Regions from separate parts of the Nomascus leucogenys genome. Here region 1 is linked to region 2. Evidence: chromatin contacts called from public Hi-C data. All regions are on one chromosome and are shown on one strand. The core of a region is the stretch at or near the end of the contact, and the rest is flanking DNA. Distances in the headings are between cores, read along the strand shown.

Evidence for each region. A called contact is a pair of places that touch in the nucleus more often than the background predicts.
Region 1: a contact with region 2 is called in a Hi-C map of a lymphoblastoid cell line, with 3 times the contacts expected there. The contact joins two enhancer-like sites. A contact is called at or near these places in 2 of 4 Hi-C or Micro-C datasets (a lymphoblastoid cell line and an unstated tissue).

Annotation. Positions count from the first base shown.
Region 1 is chr13:65,293,773-65,297,516 of Asia_NLE_v1, reverse strand. The region is part of intron 1 of TES (testin); the gene reads right to left. Among named protein-coding and RNA genes, the nearest start is that of TES, 21 kb to the right of the region's middle. Within about 2 kb of position 2,471, the one cell type or tissue checked has an H3K27ac peak away from gene starts, as active enhancers do. A contact at or near this core is called in a lymphoblastoid cell line, where this site is marked.
Region 2 is chr13:65,229,939-65,233,952 of Asia_NLE_v1, reverse strand. No RefSeq gene overlaps it. Among named protein-coding and RNA genes, the nearest start is that of TFEC, 9.4 kb to the right of the region's middle. Within about 2 kb of position 1,647, the one cell type or tissue checked has an H3K27ac peak away from gene starts, as active enhancers do. A contact at or near this core is called in a lymphoblastoid cell line, where this site is marked.

The sequences.
Region 1 (3,744 bases), core at 1,222-3,721, 63 kb before region 2:
AAAGTATACGCTCTAAAGAATAAACACCTGTCCAGCATTAGCTAAGCTTTATCATCTTTGCCATGTCCATATTACCAATTTTCAAAAGAAATGAAAGTCTTTAAATTGTATATTTAGTGTCAACACTAAGCTTTTTTTTAAAGCAATTAAATTGTTTCCTTGTCACTGATGATCACAGTTCACACAGTATGGAAATAATGTAGGTTAAACAAAAGACAGAGGGAGACTTTTCTGGTCTTGTGTAAGAAGCATAGTTACATGTTTTCTCCATTACAATATCCATAGTAAAATGAAAAGCAAATCCAAAAAAGTGTATTCTTTTTCAGGCCCTTTCTAATTTTCCATTACAGAAGAGTTAGTTCTGAATGTGCCTGGAGTATGGATATGATTCATACTATGTTCATGCATCTCCTGCTAAATAAACTCTAATCCCAAATGAAAATTTTGATTACATTATTAAGGCTTAATCACATAGCTTAGCTTAAATCAGAGGCTTTTAAACTCTCTTTTATGTAATTCACAACATGGAATAAATTTTACCTCATGACAAAGAACTTGCATATACACATAAAAACTTACATGTGTGTATAAAATCCTGATATTTGTGGACAGATAATATCTAGAAATATGCTTCTGCCTCTAAATTAAGTGGCCACTTAAATTCTTGCATGCCTTCAAACTGGAATTGCCTGGTCTGAACAACAGTGGGCTTATAAAAGACTGCAAATATCCTGGAACAATACCATCTCATTCACTATTTCTGAATGCAACTTGAAAGTTGAGCGAATGTAACTAGAACCTCTATCAGTCAGCAGTTTTTACACTAAGGCTTTGGAGTAGCTCGCAACTGACTTACAAAGTCAACTTTGCAAAGGGGCAAGTTGTTTTCTCCTACCAACTTTTTATCTTTGTAAATCAAAAATAAAATTATAAACCCATGAAGCATCTGAATGGACCCCACCTCTTGGCCAAGGTCATTCCAAAGTGAACCTGAAAAACTAGTTCAGGCCATGATAGGAAATGGGGAGTTGGGGGTGGGTGGGTGGGTGCTGCTTCACAGCTGACCAGCATTAGCATAAACACAGAGACCTAAGACTGACAGAACAGACTCTGATAAGAAACATTTACAATCTATTCTCTCTGACACCTGCTACCAGGAGGCTTCATCTACATGATAAAACCTTGGTCCTTACAAGCCCCCTTATCATAACCCAGCCATTCCTTCTTTTGATTTCAGGTCTTTAGATAATAAGGCTTTCAACCAATCACCAATCAGAAAATCTGTGAATCTGCCCATGACCTGGAAGGACCACCCCTCACCTCCAGCTGTCCTGTCTTTCCAGACTGAAGCAATGTACATCTTTCATGTATTGACAGATATCCTGCATCTCTGTAATATGTATAAAACCAAGTTGTAGCCTGACCACCTTGGCACATGTTCTCAGAGTCTCCTCAAGGCTGTGTCATAGGCCGTTGATCACTCATATTTGGCTCAGAATAAGATCTTCAAATACTTTTACAGAGTTTGACTCTTTTCATCAATATATTCTTAAAATAGCTATCATTTTATTTATTAGAATTACTACAGCTGATGGTATTTCATGAACTGCTGCTCTTTTAAAGTGTCCCACATATTCTTATTCTGGACAGGACTAGGCATCTCCCTCGTGTAAGAGATCAGGAAAATAGAATCCAGAGAGGAGGGATAATTTGCTCCTGGTTGCACAGCTACTCAATAGCAAACCAGACCTAAAACTCAGCATCTGGCCCCTGCTCTACTGTTCTTTTGGGGCATATGACTAGAGTGTCAAATGGGAGCTCTTGTCTTCCAAAGAGAGTCACTAGCTAATTTCTGCCCCAAGGAAAAGGACTACAAATCCAGAAACACTCTTGCACCATCTCTAAGTGTAGATGACTTTCTGAGAGCTTTAAAAAGGAAGGCAAGTTAAATAAGGAAGGCTGGGGAAGCTTCCTTGAAGGAGAGGTGCATGAATTACAATGGAAAGGCTGAGCAGTATCTAATTTGGCTCAGAGAAGTGCATTCAGGGCAGAGGAAACACCATACACAAGGCCTGTGGCAGAAGAGGGCAAGGAAAGAGCTAAAAAATTGCAAAGCACTTTCAGGGTGACAGGGCTGGCCTTGTAGCAGGCGGAGTACTTTGTTTTGTTTTCCTTTTCTTTTCATTTTCCCAAGGAAGAAACTAAACCTCTTGAAGCATTCAATGCCATGTCTTAGGCTACCGGCTTAACAAAGGATGACATCCTCAGAGATAGGAGAGACTGGTAAAGAGGAAAGCCACAGGGCAACAGGGGAGGGTGAGGAGCAAGAGCACCTCTCAAGCTCTGCTAGCAGAAGCTCAGGAAGCCCTCACAGGGACCAGGAGACCAGGCCTTGGGACAAGCAGTAACTTGAGAAACTGGCTCTGTAGGCCACTCTGGAAAACCCAGAAATGTTGTTCCAGGGTTCTTTTGCCCTTGGGCCCTGTCTGGAAGGCCAGCTTAATCTCTTTATGGACTCTTTCCAGTTAGATTTGTGACTGCCTGGAAAAAGTGCCCCTCTACCTTTCCAAACACTTTCATTTTCCCCACGTGCTCAGACTTAAGTGTGAGAGAACTTTTAAACATCACAGACAGAGAGCAAGTAAGTGAAAGAGAGTGGAATGGGTCACGGCAACATGATACACTTTCTCCTACTATAACCCAATGGAAGCAGTCCTAATTAAAAACAAACACACACACCAAACACAAACAAAAATGACACCAAGTTTTCAAAATCACTTTTAGCAGCTACAGAAATTAGAGTTTCAGGCTGGCAATAAACTTGTTTTCCTGAGAACATTTCAGTAAGAAATTTATTTTATAGCTATAAGTATATAGCTACAAAACTTAAATCTCATTGATACCAGCACTGAAGATCTCTGACTTATGCCACATTATTGGGTGAGAACTTTTTCCATATTTTTATCTTCTTTATCAACCCTCTGTTAGGAAACAAAAACAATGCCTCTCCAAGAAAGAAGATATGTGATTCACACTCTAGCATTTTCCTTGTTTAGGATGTGGCTAGTTTCAGACTGAATTATAATTTAGAATGCAGTTGTTAAATCCAATATATATTATAAAATTGCATGGTAGGACACATACCTCCACCAGTGCGAGGCAAATTTCTTCTGCTCTGTTCCCACTCCAACTGAGGCATCTAATCATCTGCTATTCTCCCCTTCATAAGTCAAACGCCTATCAGATGAAGGAAAGCATATGGACTCTAATCTGTGGTGAAAGGAGTTTCACAGCCAGAACTGCCCCAAGCACAGTTTCTTAGGGCCTATTTTGGGCAGAGTGTCACAAGAACTGAGGTTCCTCAACTCCTCTTGGTTTCAGTTCAAGGATTTGGAACCCCATCTACTCTAAGGGCTTCTCTAATTTCTCTCCATTATTCACTTTGTATTCAGGATTCCCTGAAGTCCAGGACCCAGAATTCTTCTCATCCCTTCTCTTTACCCTCAGCATAGACCACACCTTCTCCTTAGGGTTCTTCTCCTTTCCTGAGAAGCCAAGGCTATTACTATTGTTGGACATCCAAATCTTGTAGGTTAGTTTCTGCCCACAAGATGTCTACAGATGTCTGGGCTGGAGAACTCTTGGTGAGGGATATAAATAGGGAAGGTGTTATTTAATGATGCCCAGGGTGTGAGAGAGTATGGTGGGGAGAAAGGGGAGCCCAGAGAGGGTTAGCTCCTCAGC
Region 2 (4,014 bases), core at 398-2,897:
GCTGTTCTACTGTTCCCCAAGGTGTGAAGCGGAGCACCCACTCAATTGTTCTCAGGTTTGTTCTCAACTTATTTGGAGTTTGTGTCAGAATTTCTATCAACTACTGGATTGATCCCCTTTACTGGATTGTTAGATAATACAAATTTATTATCTAACAGTTCTGTAGGTCAGAAGTCCTACAAAGGTCTCACGGGGCTCAAATAAAATTGTCGGCAGGGCTGTATTCCTTTCTGGGGGCCTGATGCTTCCTTACCCTGGACTTGTCTTATCTGAACTTCTTTCCCCAGTCCCAGTCCCTGCACATTCCACCTCCCCACTCCCAACACCCTTCTTCCCAGTTGTGCATCCTAAGCCTGTAGGCAGATAAGAGCTTCAGGCACATATGAGCATATGTGATCTGCTGAATGTTCTCTGCCTATATCTTATAGGGAATTTTTATATTCAGATCTCCAACCTTGATATGTAAAGATTGGCTTTTCTTTACTTTCTAAACAAAGCCTGATTTTCAAGAGTATTCCCTGACTGTGAACTCAAATATTTAAACTCTGAGCTACAATGAGAAGCCTATTTGTTCTAGACTCTTACCACTCTCTCTCTTTTTCTAGGACAATGCACTTTATGCCTTATCCTTAATGGTGAAAGGAATGGCTTTTTTTTTTTTAAAGTAGGATTAATACAAGGGAAAACACAATGTGAGGTATTTCAAGATGTTTTAATTTTCAAAAATTTATTTATCTCTTACAGCACAGAACCATGCTGAGGAAAGGCTAGCATGGCTCTGGGTACCCTTGATATAATAAGACCCTACTAAAATGCTGAGGATATGGGCAAAGTCTTAGGAGAAAAATACCTGTTTGCAGTTTTATTATTACTTTTATGTGAGGAATGGGAAGGACAGGATTGCATTGTTTTGGTTTGAATCATATTCACATAGAAGCTGTCAGTGGGCGATAAGGAAGTAGGGATGTGCATCTCATTCTTCTTGTTCCACTCCTGTTATAATCATAGAATAAACACCATTTTGAATTAAGACGTAAATAAATTGTAGTAATAATATACTAACAATTATAATTTTTATTTGTATAGCACCTGACAAAATATTTTTGTTTAATCATCTTTTATAGAACTGAGAAAACCTTTTGAGTTAGAAATTGTGAGTCCTATTTCACAGATAAGAAACAGAATCCAAGGCATAGTAAGTGACTTGCTCACACTATGTAGCTAATCAATAGCAGCTAATGAATGATGTTCATGCATATATTGTCCTTGATGTTGCTTAAATCACACAATAATATTTCCCTACTACATGATCTATTTAATAATGATAACAGCCTCATTTCTTTTCTACATGATAAACTTTCACCTATTTGAAAATCTATTATGTGTGTCCATTTTCTCTGACTGTCAGATCTATCTTAGTTTTGATGAGAAAGAAGAAAAAGAAACTGAAAGGGAGAGGATATTCAAGGTGGTTTGAAGAATCACCATCAGGGGAATAAAAAGAAAGTGTGTACAACCAGGAAGCTGAGTCTAGAAGTCTTATGTTGAAGGTATTTTAACTTTACTTAGACTTATCTCTCTTGATTTTACTCCCCACTAGACTGAGTCAAAAAGAATCTGAGTCTTACAGAGTTGGCAGTACAGTTATAGAGGTCAAACTACTCAGTGCAGGAATTCCATAGCACCCAGTAGTGTGGTGGTAAATATTTAACCACCAGATGTCCAGGGAAAACAAAGGCCCATGTTTTTTAGTGTTTGCTGACTTCAGTGGTGTATATACTCTCAGGTTGGCCAATTTCAACCTACTGAAATAATGTCAGTGAATATGGATTTTGGAAGAGATACTAACAATTGTCTCTTGCTTTAATAAACCACTGATAGGTTGATAGCAACTGTAAGATGTGACCCAGCCTTACCTTTGAATAAGTCTAGTGACCAACATTACCATTCTACTACTTGGCAATTCTAATTACAATAGTTCTTTTTTGATCTTGCTTCTAAAATTACTTTTGCTCTACTTTGATTTACTGGCCTTAGTTCTCCCTGTTTATCCTTTTAAACTTTTCCTTCTTCAGGATATGTGTTCTTTGCTCATTAAAGCAATACATATGTGACATTTTTTAGATGCCAAACTATCCTGATAATCCTGTTTTGACAATATTCATCATTCTTAATATTCTTTTTAAACTGTGATATTTATAACTGATCATACAACACAGCTTAGTAGAATACTTCTCTTAGATAGGTATATTTCTAAAATAGACTAAGTCTATACTGTTTTCTTTTTTTCTTTTCCATTAATTAGTTAATTAATCCCGCTTTGTTTTTAGCAGTCACATGCCATAATTGGTTAATACTGAGCATGTGATCAACTACCAAAAATCTCCTTGGTCTTTTTCATGAGGATGACTGTTTATTCACATATTTCTTGTACTGTGCAATCAATTTATAGAATATTAGGACTAAATGATCCACTTGTCAAGCATCTAGTCCAGCCTTCTCATGAGGGAACTAGAGAACATTAAGGTTAATTTCCTTAAGGAAGATTGCACAACTTATTGGTGACAAAGCCAAGTTTAGCTTCATATCGAATGACTCCTTATTCTGCACTGATTTCCCTGTATTCAATTATTTCTTCCTGCTCTTAAAACAATGTAAGGGGAACAGGTTTTATCATCTCCATTCTAAACATGATATAACGTAGAGTCAGGAATACTAAGTGATTTGTCTAAGGTTCCATGGACAATAATGGCAACTGATTTTTTTGAACTGAAGTACAAAGCTGTTATTTTTCACATTTTCCAGGTACAGCCCTTTATGCTAGATTTTTAAGATTATTTTTAAGTTTGACCCCATAATCCAGCAAGTAACTATTCCTTCTATTTTTGTGCCATTTTAAAGTGTAATAAAAATAGAATTCTGCCAGCCACGAGTGGAAAATGGAAGCCTACTTGAATGGTTCAAGAGACTTTAACAAAGGTATTGCATTAATTCCCCAGGGATGCCATAACAAATTACCTCAAACCCAGTGGCTTAAAACAAATTTATTTTCTCACAGTTAAGGAGGCTAGAAGTGCAAACTTAAGGTGTTGACAGAACTGGTTTCTTCTAGAGGCTCTGAGGGAAAGCGCATGCCTCTCTCTTAGTATCTGGTGTTTGCTCACAATCCTGGGCATTCACTGGCTTGAAGAGGCATCACCCTAATCTGCCTCCATCTTCACATGGCTTTCTTGGTGTGTCTCTCTGTGTTTTTTCCTCTTCTTACAAAGACACATTGGATTTAGGGGTCACCCTAAATACCTGATGATTTCATCTCGAGATCCTTAGTTAATTATACCTTCACAGACCCTATTTCCAATATGGTCACCTTCTGAGGTTCTGGGTGAACATGAATTTTGGGGAACACTATTTGAGCTACTTCACGAACCACTTATGAAATTGTGGGTAGAGTAAGAAGACAGATAAGAACAGGAAGTCCTTACCAGCCCTAGGCTTGAAGGGGCAAACAGGAAATGGTGCCTCAGCATCCCATTGAGAGCCAGAGCAGTGGAGGAGACCTTCTAGCTGGGGAGAGATGTCACCCTCACCAGGACACTCGGCGCAGATCAAGTGGAGAATAGTAAAGGAATACTCCAACCACTTCTTCCTCTCAGCATCTGATCTTCTTCAGATGATTCCCGTTAGCCAAATTCAACCAGAAGCCAGCTGCAGTTCCTTATTACTGCTGTAACAAATGATCCCAAGCTTGGTGGCTTAAATAATACAAATTTATTATCTAACAGTTCTGTAGTTCAGAAGTCCTACAAAGGTCTCACTGGGCTCAAATAAAATTGTCGGCAGGGCTGTATTCCTTTCTGGGGACTCTAGAGGAGAATGCATTTCCTTGCGTTTTCCAGTTTCAAAATTCCCTCCGTATTCCTTAGCTCGTGGCCAGCTCCTCCATCTTCAAAGCCAGCAATGGAAGATTGACTCTTCACATAGCATCACCGACTTCTTCTGCCACGTAAGGTAACA